Regions from separate parts of the Mus musculus genome. Here region 2 is linked to region 1. A link is a contact called in public Hi-C data. All regions are on one chromosome and are shown on one strand. The core of a region is the stretch at or near the end of the contact, and the rest is flanking DNA. Distances in the headings are between cores, read along the strand shown.

The links. Hi-C and Micro-C count contacts between places; a contact is called where the count stands out from the background.
Region 2: a Hi-C map of cortical neurons shows a contact between it and region 1, with 3 times the contacts expected there. The contact joins the enhancer-like site here to the promoter of Cfap100 in region 1. A contact is called at or near these places in 1 of 39 promoter capture datasets (the C10 cell line), 1 of 484 Hi-C or Micro-C datasets (cortical neurons) and 1 of 9 other capture datasets (liver).

What each region holds. Positions count from the first base shown.
Region 1 is chr6:90,425,241-90,430,693 of GRCm38.p6, reverse strand. It overlaps Cfap100 (cilia and flagella associated protein 100), which reads left to right and starts at 2,214. Exons shown (of 17, transcript NM_173775.3): 1 at 2,214-2,315; 2 at 3,151-3,256. The coding sequence starts at 3,205.
Region 2 is chr6:91,278,257-91,283,941 of GRCm38.p6, reverse strand. No RefSeq gene overlaps it. Among named protein-coding and RNA genes, the nearest start is that of Fbln2, 68 kb to the right of the region's middle. Within about 2 kb of position 2,536, at least 28 of the 459 cell types and tissues checked have an H3K27ac peak or open chromatin away from gene starts, as enhancers often do. A contact at or near this core is called in cortical neurons, where this site is marked.

The DNA.
Region 1 (5,453 bases), core at 965-3,464:
CTCGAACTCAGAAATCTGCCAGCCTCTGCCTCCCGAGTGCTGGGATTAAAGGCGTGTGCCACCACGCCCGGCTTGGAAAGAGATTTGTAGGAGGACCCAGGCCACCACATAGAGGGCTTTTGCAGGGACAGCTACAGTGGCCTTACTACACACCATCTCCTTAATTTTTAAAATAAGCTTTCATCATCAAATGTTAGACTAAGATTAAAGATCTCAGCAGGCAAAGGCATTTGTCACCAAGCCTGCTAACCTGAGTTTGATCCCAGGAAGCCACAGGGTGGAAAGAGAATCCACTCCCCTAAGTTGTCCTCTGAGCTCTCCCACCCCGTAAGTAAAAATTTGTTTAAATTTCCATACCATGCCACATCTTCTAGATGATCTCTTCTCTAACCTTCCGAGGAACCAAGAGGCACAGCAGAAAGCTTATCGTCTTTACCGAGCACGCCTCCAGGCTTCCCCGATCTCTGGTACGAGACACATCGTTTTGAATAATGCATAAGATCCACAAGAGGTGGGAGTTGGAGCGTGTCTGGGTAACTGCCTTCACCGGTGTTGACGTAAAACCAGCTCTGCTTCACAGGAAGTAACTAGCCAAACACTGAGCGGCTATGGCCGAGGAACACAGACTTGGGTTACAAGGAAGGGTGTGGAGCTCTCTGCTGTGGGCCTCAGATGCCATCTGAGGACATTCTCGGCCTTTGTGTTGGTAGAAGTTAGAGGTGTGAACATTCCGAGAAGAGTTATGTAACAGTTACAAGAATGTTCTGTCAATCACAGTGGCTGTTTCGAGGGCTAGTATTACCTCAGATAATTTTGGCTCTAGATTTGCAGCATTCCAACTCTCCGCAGTCTTTGAGGTTTCACCGATCACTCTGGCTTGTACAATGTTGAACACAGTGTGCCTTTCTTCTAGGATCTTAGGCTCACATTGGTTCCTCATGCTGAGGGGTGGTGGTTCAGAACCGGACCTAGTCATCAGGATGGTAGTAAGTACTGAATGGATCTGCGCTGAGAACAATACCTGGCTTAAAGGACACCCTGTGAGGGTTCACCGGGGACTCAGGACAGGTGTGCTAACACCAGGAATGGTAGCACCCTCATTTGTTCTCTTTTGGTGGCTTATTTTTCTAAATTCGTAAAAGCCCTCGTGGTGTGAAAGATGAATGATTTCTGAAATATTTGCTTGACTGGTTGAATAAATAAGCACTCCAAACCTGGTGCAGGTTTTACTGTTGTTCTTCCTTCCTTCCTTCCTTCCTTCCTTCCTTCCTTCCTTCCTTCCTTCCTTCCTTCTTTCCTCCCTCCCTCCCTCCCTCCCTCCCTCCCTCCCTCCCTCCCTCTCTCTCTCTTTCTCTTCCTTCCTTCTCTCTTTCTCTCTTTTTCTTTCCTTCTTCCTTCTTCTTTCTTCTTCCTTTCTTTCTTCCTATTATTTTTGTTTTGTTTTGTAGTTTGTCTGGCTATTTTGACAGCCTACTGGGAAGCTGAGGCCAGAATATTGGGAATTCTAGACCACAGTGTAAGGGCCCTCCTCCAACACCAGGCAGGGAGCCACTTGCTTGCAAAGAGTATTTAACACTAGCTGCATAAAAAACAAACAAACAAACAAACAAACAAACAAACAAACAAAACCAACAAACCACATATGCAGGGCCCACCCTTTCTTCCTGGCTCCCCCATGCCCAGCGCTGGACTGCCCTGCGGGATACTGTCCCTTTGGTGATTCAAGGGTCCCTGACCCATTCCAGGATCCTTCTACACTCCTACCCCTGGCCTTCTTGCCTTGGTTCTATCTCTCCACCCACTGGGTGGCGCCAGCGACCCTGAGTAGCGCCAGGAGCTAAGGGAGACTGTCTTTGGCACATTCCTAGCCTGTAGACTGTTTTACCGTCGTCCTCCCCGGCCCCAAGACTCCTAAATATTCTCTGAAGAGCCAGGCTGTTGTCTGTGCCCTAGCTGCAACAAAATCCTTTACGGATGGGCAGGAGAATCTGGGGGTGAAAGAAGCTAGTGCGCTGGGCAAACGTACCCTGTCCCCGGGTTGCAGGGTTGCAACAACCCGGATCGCTCTGCTTCTAGTCGTTGTCCCTTCCCTGAGTCCGTGTCTTCTGCTCTTTAGCTGCCACAGTCCTGCACAGTACTCCGCGCCCGCCGGCCCGCCAGCCCGCCCAGTGTGCCCGGGCCCGCCTCCGGGGCTTTATGACATCACAGCTCCTGTGAGAATAGTTGCCTTGGCGTCGCAAACGCAGTTCAGGACCAGAAGACTGGAGAATTGCCGACCGAGGCTTCGGAGCAAGCTGAGTGCACGCGGCTGGTTGGTGCGCGCGGGGCTGGGCCAGGGGGCTTGGGGGTGGGCTCCAGCGGGGTGGCTGTGGGGCTCTGGTCCGAGATCAAATACTCTATTGGGTCCCTTGCAAGGCTTTGCGTCCTTCGGTGCTCTTTTCCACTTTATCTATGACAGGCCCCATTTAAGCACTGGTCCATTCCCTTGCTGCTGCATTCTTGCCCCAGGGTGTGGTGTGCCAAGAGAAGCTGGGGTGTTAGGAGGCAGGATTCTCTGGTAGTGTTTTGGCTGAGGTAGAGATGCTCAGACTGCAAGCAATCCTGGGCTCCACCCTCGGCCCTGCTTCGTTGAGATTTGGAACACTAGTTGAGCTTCTGCAAACAGGAAAACTCACTTCATTTTGAAGGGAACCTAGCATAGCATAGCGTCGGGAGCTCTAACAGGTGGAACAGAGGGCTTGCTTCCGTGCAGATTGCATTCTGGAAGACATATGCAATAAAAGTCTTGTAAGAGGTAACCACTTGACCTTGTAAAGAAGAAAACGAAGGGTCATTACATGCATTGGTGCAGGAAGGTCTCTCAGAGTGACATCTGAGCCCAGTTTTAAAGGGAGAAGTCCCGCCCCTCACCCTTCCAACCTCACCTAGGTGAGAGGCTCCCCAGAGGCTCCAGGCAGACCAAAGCTGGTGTGTTCCGAGAACAGGAAGATATGGGCCAGCCTTGCCCAGGAGGGGAATAGTAGATTCCATTAAACCTGGATACAGGGAATAGGCAGTGTTAGTCCACATAGTGGAAATGCAAGTCACTCAGTTCAAAGTGGGCTGTGGGTTTGGGGGAACCATCCTCTCAAGTACTGTGTCACTCTCCAGGCGAGAATCTGCTTCAGCTAAGGCCAAGCTTTGCACACCGGTTGGTCCTCAGCCATGGCGTTCAAGGCACGGTCCTCTAGGTTCTCCGTGAAAATGGTTGAAGACAGTAAGTACTGAGCTGGGTGGGGGCTCCTGGAGGGCAAAAGGAACCCTGGGACAGTTTGGTGTAAACTCACTCAAATACTGACGTAGTTCTAAAGCAACACTGTGCATGCTTTTCCTGTGGCTATCGTGATGCAGAACCCCACCTAGGGCTTCATGGCTTAGCTGGTAGAAGCCTGTTGCACAGCTTTGACTGCCATGAGAAAAAGGAGCACAGGGCTGGTGCCTTCTGAGGTTTGTGGAGAGTCTGACCCAGGTGCCTCTGCCTTCTGTTGGGCACTTGGCATCCTGACTGCCCTTGGCCTTAAGGGCGCCACCCACTTCTGCCTTTGCTCTTCCATAGAGTTCCTCCAGTGTGTGTCTGTGCCCCAGTGTCGTCCTTCTTATCACTGTGAACTTGGGTGTATGCTAGAATGTTCTCAGCTTTCCTAAACACATCTGCAATGGCCTTTATTTACAAACAAGGCTGCATTTTGAGGTACTGTGGGGATACGGACTTCCGTGCATGAACTTGAAAGAACACATAGTAGACAGTAGCAGGTAGGGAGAGATGCCACTGTAAAAGCAAGCCTCTCTACTTCTTTTCTGCTGTGGCTGCTAGGCTGAGTCTAGAGGAGGAGAGCTGGCTGGTCCCCAGGTCAAGTGACATGGATGCTTGTCAGTGCTCACACTAGGAAACTGTGAGGTGGACAGTGTTATCATTCCTGCATTGTCTGCTCCCTTCAGCTTTCAAATCAGAGCCACCTCTTTTCTTTTTCTTTTTTCTTCTGCTTAAAAAAAATGTGTTTTTAGGGCAAGTCCTCCATAGTCCAAACCTATTGGAAAGCCTACCTCCAACATCTCCCCGGACACCACAGTGATGCTCAGAGCCATCTCCAAGCGAGCTCTGTTCACATCTGAGCAGAAACATGAGTCTACAGCTTGTCTTTTCCCCCACATAATAAAAAATGCCCTCCCACCCCTGCCTTTCCCGTGAACGGTGGTATATCCCTGTAACGCCAGCACTGGGGCAATGCAGCAAGAGGATGGTGGTGAGCTTGAGGCTAGCCTGGGCTACATAAGGAGACCCTACTGAGGATTGTGAGTCTGAGGCCAGCTTGGGCTACATAAAGAAACCCTGTTGCAAAAAAAAGCTTTATTTTAAAACAAAACTGGAGACATTTCATGCTTCCGAGCAGACTCAGAATCCCACGGCATGAACGGAATGTGCTTCATCACCAGCTGCTACCAATGGAGACTTTGTGTGATTTCACAAGATGAACTATTATACACACTTGCTCCCTAAAGGATATTTAGAGCCCCCACTCTCCCATAGTCTCTCTCCTTTTAAAAACAAGGCTGCAAACAGATGATGTCGCCTCTCATCCTAGAACAGTACATGGTCAAAGCAACTTGGGAAGGAATGGCTTTATTTTGCTCACAGTTCCATATAACAGTTCATGAGGGCAGGAATTTGGAGGCAGGAGCTGACTGATGGAGAGGCCATGGAGGAGAAGGGTTTATTGGCTAACTCTCCACGGGCCTGCTTTCTTATAGTTCCCAAGAGATAGCACACAAATGGGCTGGGCCCTCTCCTAACTGATCAATATATATATATATATATATTTAAATGCCTTACAGCTGGATCTTATGGGGACAGTTTCTCAGCTGAGGCTCCCTTCTCTCGGATGACTCACTCTAGCTTGGGTTAAGTTGATAGCAAACTAGCCAGTATACTAGCCCACAACTTAAGTCCTAACTAGCCTAACTTAAGTTAGGGATCTGGTAATTACTGCCAAGACGAGTGCCATGCTTGCTGGTCATGTGGTTCATAGGCATCATTGCGGTGCAGGACCTTTGGTTGCTTTCCTCCCTTGGCAGCTTGGGCAGCACCATCCTGTGCTAGGGAAGTGAGTCCTCAGAGAGGAGATCTACAGGTCAGACACAGCTTGGATCCTCCAAGACCTGTGTGCAAAGTACATGGCAGCTTCAGTGAAAAAGAACTTTGACCCTCAGGGTCAACCAAGGACAATAACAACGGCTTATATTGTTTTGACTCCCCTGACTCAAAAAGGGATTTCTTATGCTGGTGTTTGGGGTTTTTTGTTTTTTGTTTTGTTTTGTTTTGTTTTGTTTTGTTTTGTTTTGTTTGTATATGGCTCTAATGAAAAGCATTGTCAGATCAAGTGACATAACTTCAGTATTTGTGTGTGTTCATTTAT
Region 2 (5,685 bases), core at 1,287-3,786, 850 kb before region 1:
TATGCACACCTTTCTCATTCACCCCTCTCATGGTCACCCAACCCACTGCTGCATTTTTGCTCTGCCCATAGACTGAACATTTTGACAAACACAACTGTCGACTATCTGAAAAAGACCTGCCTTTCCACTGAGCTGTGTGCGCAAGGTTGTTTAAATTCTCTACAAACATTTCTTTGCTTTATGCCACACCTGGTGCCACTAACTGGGACTCAGTTTACCATCATCATAGCCCCTTCTTCCCCCTCACTCCTCCTTCTCCTCCATGCAGAACCCCGCCTTACTCCTACCTGTTTAGAAGCAGCCATGTCTGGAGCCACAAGTGGGATGTTATGCAAAGGCCATGTGGTCTGGAGGAGACTCCCCAAGAGGACAGGTTAGTCTGGGGCACAAATTTCAGTGTGCAGGCGGTGTACAGTGAGTAGGCCAGGGTATGGCTGCCAAGGCTGTGCTGTTCACAGTGAAGAAGCTGAGGCCTCCCAGCCTCAACCACAGAGAGAACAGCCCAGACTTGGGTCATGGCACACTTGGCCTTCTTGGTGCTGGAGTTCTTGTCCCCCAGCCGTGGTAAAAGGAACCTTATTCTCTTTGGGCCTGACCTTTGGAGGCAGGATAGTATTCAGAAAGCCTCAATCCCAGCTACCATCCCTCGGGCTCTGCCAACCTCCCACAGGGATGGCTCGGCTGGCCCAAGGGCGTTGGCCTGATGACTCGGCTATGGGTGGGAACTTCAGGCACAAACCCTGACCCTGATGCCGAAGCCCTGGAGCCAGCACAGCAGCACTACTGTCCCTTCCTGTTCCCACCCTTCCTGAGCTTCAAAGGGTCAAAGTCCTAGAACAGGGAGGACAGAAACCTTAGTGTCAGCCAAGCAGAACTGGCCTTGAGCTTCCGATCTGATAAAATGGACAGAAAGGAGGATGAGTCTCTGACTACCCTACCAGGGCACGGCCTCAGAGTCTGAGCCCTGTACCTGGGGCCAGAGCTGAGTTATCATCAGCCCCTGCTAAGGAGGAGCCAGGAGCAGGTGCTTCAGGGCTAAGGAGAGGATACCTGGGCAACTCCTATTCCACCAACCTGCCCCATACCCCGGTCCTGGCCCACTCTGGATCTTCCTCCCAGCTAGTTTGCATCCTGGCAAGAGCATGCCTGTGTTGTTGATTCACTCAGCATGTATCTGTGTCTGCTTTGCTCCATGCCTGGTGCTGGGTGCTGGGGACTCAGAGGGGAACTCATTTGCACATACACTGAGAAGTGAGACTAGCAAGCACCTAGAAAGCAGTTGGGGAAGCTCTAACTCTGTGGAGGGTGCTCAGAGCTGGGCATTGCAGGATGTATAGGAGTTTCCATGCTCTCCAAGCAAAAGGTCCAGAATGGGAAAGAAGAGTGGGCAAGGTGACTGGTGCACAGGGTTCGGCAGGGAGTGATGGCCACAAGACTGAAGAGGGTGGGGCCAGGATGGTGGGCTGTGAAACTCATTCGTATTGCAAGCAATGGAGAGCCATGGTGAGATGAACACAGCACATGTCAGGAGCATGCTCTGCTAGCTACTGGCAACCCCCTCCTGAGACAGCAGGCTTGGCAGATAGACTCAGTCAGAAAAACCAGCCCCACCCCAGCCTCTCATCAGCCCTAGCTGAGGACCCTGTGCAATCCTGAGAAGGATTTGCAACCTCTCTGGGCCTAGAAAGTGAAGACAGGCATAGAAGGGAGGATGATTCTGGTGAGGTGTAAGGACAAGCATGCAGCCACCTGTCCCTCTCAGAGCAGGCAAGGTAAGTGGGCCAGGCCTGGATCACTTCCCACCCCTGGGAATGGCTGGCCAAGGGCCTGGGGACCACAAAGACCAAACAGCACAGAGCTGCAGGTTGGGTGCCACCAGCCAGGCTCTCCACAATCACATGCATTTACCGAGAAACACACAGACACCAGGTCCTCCAGGCATCCAGGGTAGGACAGGCCCCATTTACAGCCACTACCCCAGCGCAGCTGTCAGAACTGCCTGCTCTCACGTGGGTGGCCAGACCAATTCAGCAAATGCTACGGTCAGCACCCCATACTGGCCACACACAGGAGTTGCCTTTCCAGAGGGCCTCTCCCGCCCAGCATGTACATGCTCATGTCTGTGCATGTGGGCTGGCAGCTAGGCACACCTAGTCTTTTTTAAATGCCAATTACACAGAAATTACAGTTATCAGAAGCCATAGTGGGGCTCCAGTGGGCCTCTTAACCCTATAGCGTTCTCCAGTAGCAGGTCTCAAACTAGTATAATTCCCATAAACAGAGAGAAAATAGGAAACAGAGGCTCTGAAAAGCCAGACAACCACAGCCAAAGCAACAGTGATCCCGTGCCTGTGGCAAGGGTGACGGGGAAGGTATCATGTTCATTAGAATTTGGAAACAGGTACAAGGTGTCATCTGAACTCCGCACACCCCCTTGCTTATGTGCTTCTAGGCGACTCCCCAGCCCTACACTGGCTAGAATGAAGTTTACCCTAGCTGCATCAACTGCTAGCAATCCCGCTCTTGGCCACCAGGTGTCACCACACACCGCCTATGGCCTGGAGAGGCCACAGCTATGGAGATAATCAGGTATCAAGCTAGGAGTGAGATTGTTGAAGCTCTGTGGCAGTCCCTAGAATTGTGCTGTTTCTGGTCAGCCAATAGGGTCCTTCTTTACCCAGATATGAGTCAGAGAAGACAAAGAGAAGCCTTCCAGTTTGAGCAGTCCCAGCCCTTGAGGGCCGAGGTGCTGGGAGCTGGACTGGCAGATGACAGAGCCAGAGGCTGCAGCCACAGCCCTGGAATCCAGGACCCTGTTGCTTCTTAGACTTAGGAGCTAGAAGCTCAGAGCTGTGGGTGTTCATGCTGGAGGTTCATCACCCTGGGCTTTAACCCCCAGTGGCCCTGGCACTGGGCTGCTATTGTAACACTAGGCAGCTACCTGGGTGTCACAGCTAACTGGGGCAGCAAGCAGCTAGCTACCTTCTAGTGGCACAGCTCCTGGGTGGGTCTGAGGTACTGGGCCGCTCAGCTCCTGTAGTGACTTATGTTACAGCTCTCAGGCACTGGGTTGCCCTGTGATATCCTGAGTAGTGACAAATGTAGGGTGTCTAAGACCGTTGGCCCTGGAGACTCAGTGGTACCCTGGGATGAAGGCCACAGGTTCTGCCTCTACCTGGGATCTCTGCCTTCTCCCTCCTTCTCTATCCCCTTTACCTCATCCCTAGTTGTCTTAACCCCAACCGTTCTTTGAACTCTTCAACAACCTGTATGGTCATACTCCTTAGGGACGTGACAGTCTCTCCTTGGTGAATTCACTTGGACCTCAATAAAGATCAAAGTGGGTGTGTCCCCCATTACCCTGGGACACACTCCAAGATCCCCACTAGGCACCTAAAATTGTGGGTGGCCCTTAGTCCTATGGATCTTGTGTTTTTGTTTTATATGCTTGCCTATCTTTTTTTTTTTTCCAAGACAGGGTTTCTCTGTATAGCCCTGGCTGTCCTGGAATTCACTCTGTAGACCAGGCTGGTCTACAAAAAAATCAAAAAATCAGAAATCTGCCTGCCTCTGCCTCCCAAGTGCTGGGATTAAAGGCGTGTGCCACTACTGCCTGGCATGATCATTCATTTTATAAATGGAGCATGGTAAGATATTGTGACAGAAATAGTACAGGGCAGTAGCAATACCATGGAGCAAATGCTCTGGGGCGCTGTAGCAAAAGTAATGTGCCTGCTCTCTCCCCTCTCCTCCCTACCCTACTCCCTGTCACTCAGAGAAAGCTCTTCGCTTCACTTCTTCCTTACATGAGGGAGCACTCACAGTTCTTCATATGACTGGAGCACTTATGGATTCTCTTTGTCTGAAGGGAGCACATTTGGCTCCTCTTCCCTTGAGGAGAGCACTCCCAGATCCCCTTCCCATGAAGAGTTCTATCAGTCACGTTTCTGTTGCTGTGATAAAATACCATGACCAAGGAAGGCATGGTCATGGAAGGAAGAAGGATTACGGTTTATGGTTTCAGAGTGATGAGAGTCCCTTAGGGTAAGTATGGCAGCACTCAACAGACTGGGCGACAGAGCAGGAAGCTGAGCGATCTTATTTTCAAGCACAAACACAAAGCAGAGAGAGTGTAGAAACAGAGAAAGGAGGAGTGCTTTCAAGCTGGGAGAGGCTGAGTGCTCTCAAGCCTCCCCCTCAGTGTAGCTCCTCCCCCCTCAGTGTAGCTCCTCCCCCCTCAGTGTAGATCCTCCCCCTCAGTGTAGCTACTCCCCCCTCCGTGTAGATCCTCCCCCCTCAGTGTAGATCCTCCCATAGTTACTCCCACTAGACCACACATAGATACCTCCGCCAAACAGAGTCACCAGCTAGGGACCAAGTGTTTAAATATTTGAGCCTATAGGTGCATTTCCCATTAAAGCACCACAGGGGAGTACTTCCAACCCCTCTTCACACTGAGGGGTGCACTCCTGGCTTCTCTTCAGCCCATCTGGGTTCCCAGCATCACTACCCTTGCCCTCTGGAGCTATCTAAGAAAAGCAAAGGCCACTTTGCTGAGTATGGTGGCCGTGCCTATAACCCTAGTGCTTCAGAAGTGGAGGCAGGAGTCTCAGCTACCCAGTGAGTTCAAGGTCAGCCTGAGCCACAGAAGACTATCTTAAAACAATTAGAGAGTGAACAACAAACACAACCATTTGAATGCCAGGACTGGAATGAGACTGTAGATTCCACAACCAAAACGTCAAATGATACCTGCTTGGCTGTCATGGCAACTGATACTCCAAACATGACTGAGTGTGGAAGAATGGCATTATGTCACTCTATTTGGAAGAGGTCAGAGCCAGAAAACTAGGAATTACCTCTTTTAAATTTTTTATTTTCTTAAATTAATTTTCATTTTATGGGTATGAGTGTTTTGCTTACACGTATGTCTGTTCACCACATGTGTGCCTGGTGCCTGTGGAAGCCAGAAAACCCCCTGGAACCAGAGTTGTGAGCTACTATGTGGGCACTGGGAACTGAACCATCTTCACTTGTAAGGGGGCACTCTAAGCTCCTCTTCAAATGATGGGAGCACCTCCAGATTCTCTCCACCTGAAAGGCCTTTTCAAGTGCAGCAAGCGCTCTTACCTACTGAGCCATCTCAACATCTTATCATTCCTGTGTGTGCATGCACGCTGTGGGTAAATGTGTGCCACCTGTGTGGGTCGGAGGTTAACCCACACAGTTCTTTCCTTCTACCTAGTACCTTTACTCACTGAGCCATTGCACCAATCCCTGGATTATTTGTTTCTGGAACTTTCTCTTTAATGTTCTTGGGTGGCTGTTGATGAAGGAGAACTGGAAGGGAAGGGGAGATCTCAGTGAGAGGACTGCAGCAGCTGGGTCTCGCTGGCAATTCCCTGATGACAGAAACAGGATATCTTTTCACATGCATATCAGCCATCTGCAGGCATGCTTGCTGAGGTGTCTGCTCAGCTTTTTGCCTGCCTTGTAATTGTGTCATTTTCTATTGTTACATTTTAAGAGTCCTTTGTATGCCTTGGACAATAGTCCTTTATCAGCTATGTCATTTGCAATTATTTTCTGCCAGTCTGTGGCCTTCCTTATTCTCCTGGCTTTGGCCACCCTCATAGAATTTTAATCTTTATATGACCCTTGGTAAGCCAGGACCCTCTCTGCCCA